2 separate regions of the Oryzias latipes genome follow, and region 1 is linked to region 2. Evidence: chromatin contacts called from public Hi-C data. All regions are on one chromosome and are shown on one strand. Each heading gives the region's core, a stretch centred on a gene start, on an enhancer-like site or on the middle of the called end of the contact. The rest is flanking DNA. Distances are from core to core; before and after follow the strand shown. Region 1 holds the start of LOC101166920. Region 2 holds the start of mest (mesoderm-specific transcript homolog protein).

Region 1 (4,789 bases), core at 395-2,894, 170 kb before region 2:
GATAAAGGTGGTAAGATTTCATGTAATCCACGGACACCTGTGAAGATCACAAATCATTGAAGAAAAAGGGTTCAGCGCACTGCCTATCTATGCCTAGGATAGCACAAGGGTTACAGTAAGTATCACAAATGAGGGATACATGCAGACTCATTTATGATAAGTATTTTGTCATTGTTTTGTCACTTTAACCTAAAGTTAAAGTGTTTAAAGGAAAAACAGTGATTGAAAGTGGTGCTATTATCTCTTCAAAGACAACATGCAGGCCAACATGCTGAAAGAGGGATGTTCAGAGACACTCAGAAACCATGAGGGTCCTTCTGTGAAAGAGACACCAACAAGAGAGAATCTGTACTGGTAACATAAGAAGAGCCCTATCATCTGAACGCTGCCCTCTTCAGAAACAATCTATGCTTCTGTGGAAGGTCATGAGGGCAGAACGAGTGTAAGAGTGCGCCATCTAGTGGCAAAGAGGCAAAGTACTTAAATTAATCTGTGTCCGTGTTTTTTTTTTTTTTTTTTTTTTTTTTTTTATTTGATTTGTTTATTTCAAGCGTTAATTGTAGACAATACAAGAAAAACACACACATTTATCAAACTCAATTCAGAAATGATGAAATGCGTCGATGAAAAAACACAAACAAAGACACACTTAAGTCACATTTTCTTAATTAAATATGGTGATCATTTACTAATGTCATGTAGAGCATGATTTATTGCTTAAAAATGAGCGGGAAGAAGAGACTTTATATAATCCAATCCCTACTGAGTTCATTAATTTTATAGTTTTACATAGTTTTTGTAATCCGGTTCTGATCAGATCGAGTTTTATTTTGTCTTGTGTTTTCCCATCATGCTGGCCTTGGATTTTACCCTGCACAGACTTATTTAGGATCATTTAAACCCAATGGACAGAATGTGTACCTTTTTGTAAACTTTCACCTGAAACGGATACTCTTTTAGTTGTATTTATTTATTTTGTTATTTATCTGGCCTTGCCCCCTTTCTCAATCTTTTGGGCAGATATTTTTTAAATTCCTTTTGTTTGTGAAATCTCCTTTTCTGTGCCTGAGTATTGTTTGGCTTCCATCAACGTAAGAATATGCCATTTGAATTTTTTGAATAAACTTACTCCTACTCCTTGCAACTTCTTTATATTCACAAGTGTATTTTATACTAAAAAAATTATTTTCTTTTTTTCTGTTTCTTGGTTTATGTCAGAGAATATTTTGAATTATTTATCTTTTAAGAAAACCAAAAATCTTTCAAATGTTCTGAAATTTCTTCCTAACATAAAATTGTTGAACATTTTATATTTGTAATGTTTTTTCAAATATTGTATACATTTATACTCTGTACTTTTATTTAATCAATCCTACCCCACTTACTCTTTTATTGTTTTTTTTTCCCCTGTTTATATGTTTCTATTAATGTACAGCGCAATTTGATATTTTATATTGTAGCTGACATTTTAAATAAAGTATTTGGGGGTGAAATTATCATCCCGGCCTTTTGTTATTTTACTCTCAGTTTGGCTCTTTTTTATTCTCACTCCACAACGCTAGGGGGCAGTAAGAACAGTATTACACTCACAATGATTCCACCTTGAAACAAAGAATTGTGGGTATTTTTTGGGTGGTTCAAAGACGTGAGTGGTACGTTGAACGACATATTTTCTGTGGCGATAGTCGAAGGCAGGTCGTCGTGCTTTTACGGCGTACTTCTTTGTTTTTGGAGACTTTTAGTCGATTTATTGTTTTTTTTTTAAAAGGTAGTAGTAGTTGTTTCCTTTTTTACAAAAGTGGAAGATTCTGTTTTTTTGCTTCTGATCAATATTTTTTTTACCGAACAACGAAGTTTGTCGAGTCATCTCGGGATACTTTTCTCGTCAGATTTCCGACGAAAACTGGTGGGCATGTGCAGAAAAAACATGGAAACATCAACAACTATCAAGACCGACTTTCTTCAATCTACTAAACACGAGTGTAAACTTTTCAGTTTATACACGAAGGACAACGAGGCCTTCAAGCCCCAGCGCCTCCCAAGTAAGGCGGCCATTCGGAGACAGCGACGCAGAGACTTGAAGCGGGCCCAGCTTGCTGAACTCGCCGGATTTTTCCTGCTCAAAAACAAGACGGGCAAGTGTACGAGACTATCCGGCTATCTTCCCAGCGGCGCCATGGCCCCCGCTAACACCACGCAGTATCTGATGAGCAACGTGTACGAAGACATGCAGTTGGACCGTCCAATGGACGTTGTTCCGCCTGTTTTACACAAAACCAACGCTCTCAAGTACAGCGACTGCTTGTCTCCTCACAGCATGGAGTCAGACTCGGATTTCGATGACTGTCTTGCGTTTCAACAGAGGAACTTCGAGGAAGCTTTCGACCTCGTCTAGAAACTGGAATCTGGTCTACGTGGCCTAGTGAAACAGCGCTCGTCTCTACAGTAGTTACGTCACGAGGACATGTGCTAAAGGTGTGGAGAAATAACTATGAAAGTACTGACAAAGTGTGTCATGTGTGTTGTGACATGTTTTGTAGCCCAGGTCATGCACTTTAAGCCTGAAATGTGTGATTCATGGTTGGGCTCTTTGTCTCACAGCGGCGCTTTGGACGCTTCCCATCCACTAGGGGGCGCTCTGTCGCTGCGTGGCGTCACTCACAGGAATCAGCGGCACGCCACTCGAGTTGTGGGTCCCGCCCGAGGGTTATGGGCTCAAGGTAAACCGAGGCAGGTATTTTGGGGTTGCTGCATAATCACTGATGGAATTCGGTGATGATGTGAACCACTGCCGCAGGTAAAGGTTCTTTCCGCAGTTACTGTTGTCTGAGCGTTTTCCAGGTCGCCCCTGCCGGCTGAGAGAGGGATTACAGAGCAACGTTGCCTGACTCTTTGTGACGTCGCCTACTTTCCTAAAGCTGGACTGGAGGTTGTGACATCGACATATTTAATTAAATGTAAATAAAAATAATCTGTACAATAAAAGCTTTTAAACTTGTATTTGAAACTGTTCAATGAGTCTTTCATACACACAATGATACATAGGGCGACATTTATTCAGTCCAGTTTAAATCATACTGAATCAGATTGCAGTTATTTTTGAACTTTTCCTTAACTCGTATTAGAATTTTTATTCACTTTCTATTGAGTAATCACTGAATGTGCAGACATTGTTCTGCACTGTATGTTGCATACTATTTTTTTCATAAAAAATTTGTTTTAAATTTCATTTAACATAAGGCAGTATTGCACTATGGCTTTAAGGTAAAAGATTGTGCAACAGCTTTTTTTTAAATATAAAGTCCAATGTTTGAGGGATTTGCTACCTGAGCCTCCAAAGCCACACGTGGAACTTCTATCCATTATTTCTGTTTTTAAAAAGGAAAATCACTTTAGATGAACAATGGGTAATTTAGTTTTGTCATTTAAATTACTTACAATATCCCAAGTGGTATATTGTCCCATTCTTGTGTTATGTTTTTTATGCAATTCTATAATATTAACCATTGTGCTACCTTAGATGACCCCACCCTTACATTGACGTGTTATCCCTACAATGATAAAGGTGGAAACATTTCATGTAATCCATGGACACCAGTGAGGAAAAAGATTCAGCGCACTGTCTAGTGGGTCTAGATGACCCAACTCCCAATGTTAAAGTGCCTGGGATAGCACAAGGGTGTACATTAGTAAGAAAGTAAAAGAAGGAAGGTGCACCACAGTCATGATAGAAAATGCCATGTTTTGCTCGTCAAATGAGATAGAGGGTCATATTTGACACAGGGTGGGCTTTAGTTTCTTAGGAAGTTTAATTACCTGCTGGCAGAAGTAAAGCGAGGAAAACAAGGGAGTTGGACGACAGTGCTGTTAGCTGATTTTTGGAAAGGTGGTTTTATGTGTTATAAAGATTCTTTTCATTTGAATGCGTGGTCCATTTATAGATAATCTGGAATTAATTTTAAACTCATAATTCCCAAATATCTTCTGGTAATTAAGATAGTATGTGGTTTCAATGGTATATTAGGTATACATTAGGTATATTTAAATGTCACTAAAACTAACTACAGATAATCCATTTGTCATCATGTATTAAAGATGATATAAAAGAAGTAACGATTAAATAGATTTAATTAGGATTTCATTAGAAATGTTACAAAACCGTGGGCTGCAGTTCTAACATCAACCACGTGGGGGCAGCAGAAGACCATTCAAAGTCATTGGTGAGTTACGCAAGTCACTTAAAATTGATGCCAGAGGAAGAGGTGTTGATTATTGCTGGTCCACTTTTAGGCTACGTCACATGGCGTTTGTTTCATGAAGGGCCACATTGCAGCACATGTTTCAAAAGAGCAGTGGACCGTCCCAAACAAACAGTCCAAGTTGCTCGCTGGCCAAGTAAATTGGATCAAACTCTTTGATAGTGGAGGAAAAAAAAACAAGGCCTGTTTGGATTGTTGTGACTTACTTTATGCTGTTAAGTTAATCTCAATCAGATAAAAAAAAACGGTTTTAATGGGGAAACTATTCTGGTTCCCTTTGAAGAGGTTTCAGAATAGCACACAAAAGTTCCTTGTCTTTTTAAGGAAGAAAGGCCATCTGGAACAGAGTTTTGGTGCAGTTATCTGTCTGATGCAGAAGCTGATAGCTCTGAGAAATGGCCAGAGTTGCTGAGGAGTGACGCACCGACTGAGGCCCTGGGTTCAGGAGCTGTCAGTGTAGAAAGCTGGTTCTGTGGTCCGCCTGCCTACTGTGATAGTCAGCAATTACACCTGAAGGTGCTCTGTGTGTG
Region 2 (4,380 bases), core at 1,025-3,524:
TTTTTTGTTTAAACCAGCTTGTTTAAACCAGCTTTTGAGCCACTTCTGCTGATTGATTTCCCCGCAAGATGTTCATAAAGACTAAACATGAATGTGCCTTGGCAACAACAGTGATTTAGATTCTTGCAATTCCTGTATTCACCTTCCAAAAGCTCCTCGCAGATGAATGGCGCTTGATTCTACAGGTGAAAACAGGACCAAACCGCTTTATTTACAACATTTTGGTTGGGTTAGAAGTCAACTCTCCTTCAGATGCTTGGTAAATATGGATCTAGTCTTTTTTTGTTTGTTTTAACTAACCATTAAACCTAATTTATTTAAAGAAATCTACAAAAAAAAAAAAACAACCCAACCTCCTTATTTCTGACTTTGTATTTAGGTAGCAAAACATTGTTTTTGGGAAAATACAACTGAAGTGTTTTTATATTTTCACCTTTGATTTGTGGCTTTAACAAAAAGTTTGACACACTTTAAAGTTCTGGTTTGTTGCCGTTTTTGAACATCCAAAAACCCAGAAGAGAGGGACTTTTATTTTTTAAAGCCTGTCCACAAGAGCCCTTTCACAATAAATGTCTCTGCATTTGGTTTGTGATATACTTTTGAAATCTGATGTACTGGAAAACACTAAAGGATTGGACACTTGCATTTTTCACAAATAAAGACTAGGCATACACTGGTATCTATCTGCACAGGGTACTTTATTTCGTAATGTCTCCTGGGAGAAAAAAAAAGAATTTTGATACAAATCTTAAAATTATAACTTTGTACTTTTTTGACGACGTACATAAGCAGTTTGAACTATTTAGGATATGAGGGAGGGTTTTGGCCACTAAAATGTGTTTTGTTCTGGAATATTTATCTCAGGGTGCAAATGATGCGAAACAACAGGCCTCTTTTAGTCTGCATATTGACACTGAAATTTAAGAAGGTGCTGGCCCGCCACGACCTGAGGCTGCTGGCTGTAAACCCCCCTGCAGCCTCACCCGAAGGGCCACGTTCAGAGGAAGCAGTGAAAATGCTCAGTCATAACTTTTTCAGTTTGTTTTCCTTGTTTTACAGGTGACAAAACAGCCTACAGAGTGAGACAATTGAATCAATGACAGGTTTCCATATGAGGAGTTTGTTCTGTAGCTTCTTCCTGTAATGGGAATGAATGTTTTTCCATCTGTTTTATGGATTATTTTTTTATCTTTTAACATTTGGAAATAAAATTAATCCATGTCTGTTTATCTCTAGCATTTTAAATGGATATCGTGATTGGATTTACATTTGAAACTTGTCGAGTAATGTGTATGGTTTTTAAAAATAAAATATGTATTTAGCCTAAATGCAGGGCCATGTTTTCTTCCACTAACACTACGGCTTAACTTTTATTCACAAGTTTATGATAATTATGACGACTGCGACTCCCTGGATGTGGCTGCAGGAGAAACAGTTGAAGAGATGAATAACATGAATGGTAACTAAGCATTTTAAGTATTTTATGCATTACTCTTCTGTTTTATTGCGTGGATTTCTGTGTGATGTGTACATGGCAAAATATTTCTCCTAACGTGGATGAATAAAGTATTATCCATCTACCAAAAAGCCTTAACCTCCAAAGACATCAAAGGTGAACTCCAAGGTCAAGGTATTGATGTCAGATCACAACGCTTGCCATTGTTTAGGTCACAATGGACTTTTTGGGAGAAAACCAAAGAGCAAAAAGGCACTGAAAGCAAATAAGATGCCCATCTGACACAGGAATCTACTGGAATTTTGCAGAACATAATAAAATATATTGACCATCAATGCCTTCTGGAGCGTCGGGAAGGTAAGTCATGGCTCTTCCAACAGGAGAATGACCCAAAACAATACCTATGAATTTGATCATTTACATCCAAACAATTTTGTTTTTGTTTGAGGACTGGACCAAAATACCCGTTTACAGATCATTGACAGAAACGGTCAACGTTTTATGCAGTGACGACCTCCAAACAGTCATATTTTAAATAAATGTTAATAAATGATCATTTTATTTTTTTATAATTCTTTTATACAGAAATTTGAAAAAAAAATACAATGTTAGATTTTTTTTATTGTTTTTACGTTTCCATACATGAAGGTCGAATATTAAATGACAGTAATTTTGAAAAATTTTGACTGAAAACGTTTTGTTCAGCAATGAGCTTATGGCTAACTGCTATAACACATCCAAACCAGCAGGTGGCAGTAAACGTCTCCTTCGTGCTTCTCTCGCCACTTCAAAGATCATCTATTAACAGGATATGTCACTTCTTCCTGATTGACTCGTTCCGACGCTAAAGGAAATTTGCTTGGAAAACCGTACTCGAAGACAACGACAGAGTTAGACCTCATAATTTTACTTCTCTTCGACGGAAAAGCCTTGTTCCTTTCAGCCTCTTAGGAATTTCCTTTGCCGCTGCAGTGAGTAAAGGTCCGCTGAGGACACAGCGAGTCATTTCAGTAAGTGCAGCGGTTTCTCTGTCTCTAGGGGCCGGAAACTGGTTGTGGTGGTTTCCTGCTAACTTTTCAGCTCTGTGTTTTTTGTTGTGGTTCTTTACCGGTATCGAGGCTTCAGAAAACCTTCAGACTAGGAGTCATGTGGCACTGATTAAACTAAAGATTTAGCTCTGTTAGTTCTCCGTTTACCTGTGTTTCCACCTGTCAGAGGCGGGAATGAGACCCCCCCACCGCTGAGGTCACGATGAGAGAATGGTGGATCCATGTGGGTTTGATCTGCGTCCCGCTGGTGGCCGTCTACCTGCACATCCCGCCCCCTCAGCTCTCACCTGCCTTGCAGAAGTGGCACAACGCCGGGCAGGTCTTCCACTTCCGAGGCAGCAGAATCTTCTACAGAGGTAACCCGGCGCTGGTAAACACGCTTGTCTGTCATCCCAGACGTGTCTGCTTCACCGTGTCCCTCCTAGAATCCTATGGTGCTCTGGGAAGCTCAGATGTTGTGATTCTTCTCCATGGATTTCCCACGTCCAGCTATGATTGGAACAAGGTGCTCACCGCGCATGCGCAGCAGCATGTGCCTAGAAATAATGACTCCCTTTATTCTGAGCTCTGAAGCTGATCTGCTTCTGTTCCGTCAGATTTGGGATCCCCTCGCTCAGCGCTTCCACAGAGTCATTGCCCTGGATTTCCTAGGTTTTGGCTTCAGCGACAAGCCGGTGAGCAGCCTATCTGCTTCTCTGGTTGGAGCTCCATCACTCATGCATTCTTGTGATGTCACAGAGACCCCACAGGTACTCCATCTTTGAGCAGGCCAGTTTAGTGGAGGCCCTGGTGGCCCATTTGGGCCTCGGCAATCAGCGTGTGAATCTGGTTTCCCATGACTACGGGGATACTGTCGCTCTGGAGCTGCTGTACAGGTAACCGTCTAATTACATCAGATCAGCACTTCATCGTCAAGCAAACGCCAGTCTCTCAGTTGGTGTTGGTCTCTGCAGGAGTGACCACAATCGCACCGGCCACCTGACCTTAAACAGTCTTTGTCTTTCTAACGGAGGTACTGTTCAGTTTAAAAGTTGACTTTCCTTCTGTTGTGTTATTGGAAACAACCGAATGTCGAACCTGTTATTCAATGGAAAGATTTGAGGCAAACTTATCTAAAACCTTTTGAAGGTCACTCTGCTGGAAATCAGTGTCAATTGTAGCATTTTTCACATGATGGAGAACATGTATTAAGAAAATTAAGCTTAAAAAAGCATTTCAGAGTGTTACGGAAATGCTTTTTTTAATTGTTTATGTATGACTCCATAACGCATACAAAAAACTCCCTGTAGCTGTGAGTTGGGTACCACAGTTGGGCCACAGGCCCCTCTGCTCTGCTCCATTCCAATGAATTAAAAGACCAATGGGAACGCTTTGAAAATAGATCAAAAGAAGGTTGGAGAGGGACTTTAAAAGATGGCCAATCTGCTGAAATATGAGATCTAATTATAATCACGTTTTTCAGATTGTCTTTACATTAAGGGCAGATGGTCATGAAAAGAAACCCAAATGAACAGTTAACTGAGCATTGAGGTCAGACTGCAGGTGTTTCACTCCTTTGGGATTCATTAATTTAAGTCCCACTCCGATCATCTTCTGATCTATTTTGACATGGAAGTAGTTAATCAGAAATTCACCTCTGCTTTGTGGAAGGGACAGTCGGCACAGAACAACTCCACTCCCCCTTCCCGTCACCTCAACTTCATTTTTTTTGTCTGCTGGATAAGGATTTGAAACGCAATTCTAAGCTTCATTTTCCTCTATCAGAAAGAACATGTTAAAAACACAATTTTCATCTGGAACCAGTTTTTTTATATATTTTGTCTTCTCAGGACTTTTTCCAGAAACACATCACCCCCGTTTGCTCCAGAGGGTGAG

The links. A called contact is a pair of places that touch in the nucleus more often than the background predicts.
Region 1: a Hi-C map of embryo shows a contact between it and region 2, with 2.7 times the contacts expected there. The contact joins the promoter of LOC101166920 here to the promoter of mest in region 2. A contact is called at or near these places in 3 of 5 Hi-C or Micro-C datasets (embryo and fibroblasts).

The regions. Positions count from the first base shown.
Region 1 is chr23:15,644,146-15,648,934 of ASM223467v1, reverse strand. LOC101166920 reads left to right here and starts at 1,644. Exons shown (of 3, transcript XR_002293061.2): 1 at 1,644-2,217; 2 at 2,363-2,475; 3 at 2,602-3,000.
Region 2 is chr23:15,474,867-15,479,246 of ASM223467v1, reverse strand. mest (mesoderm-specific transcript homolog protein) reads left to right here and starts at 2,274. Exons shown (of 12, transcript XM_004083043.4): 1 at 2,274-2,466; 2 at 2,672-2,861; 3 at 2,931-3,010; 4 at 3,102-3,179; 5 at 3,244-3,380; 6 at 3,459-3,517; 7 at 4,335-4,375. The coding sequence starts at 2,708. It overlaps atp2b1 (plasma membrane calcium-transporting ATPase 1), which reads left to right. Exons shown (of 20, transcript XM_020714114.2): 20 at 1-1,328.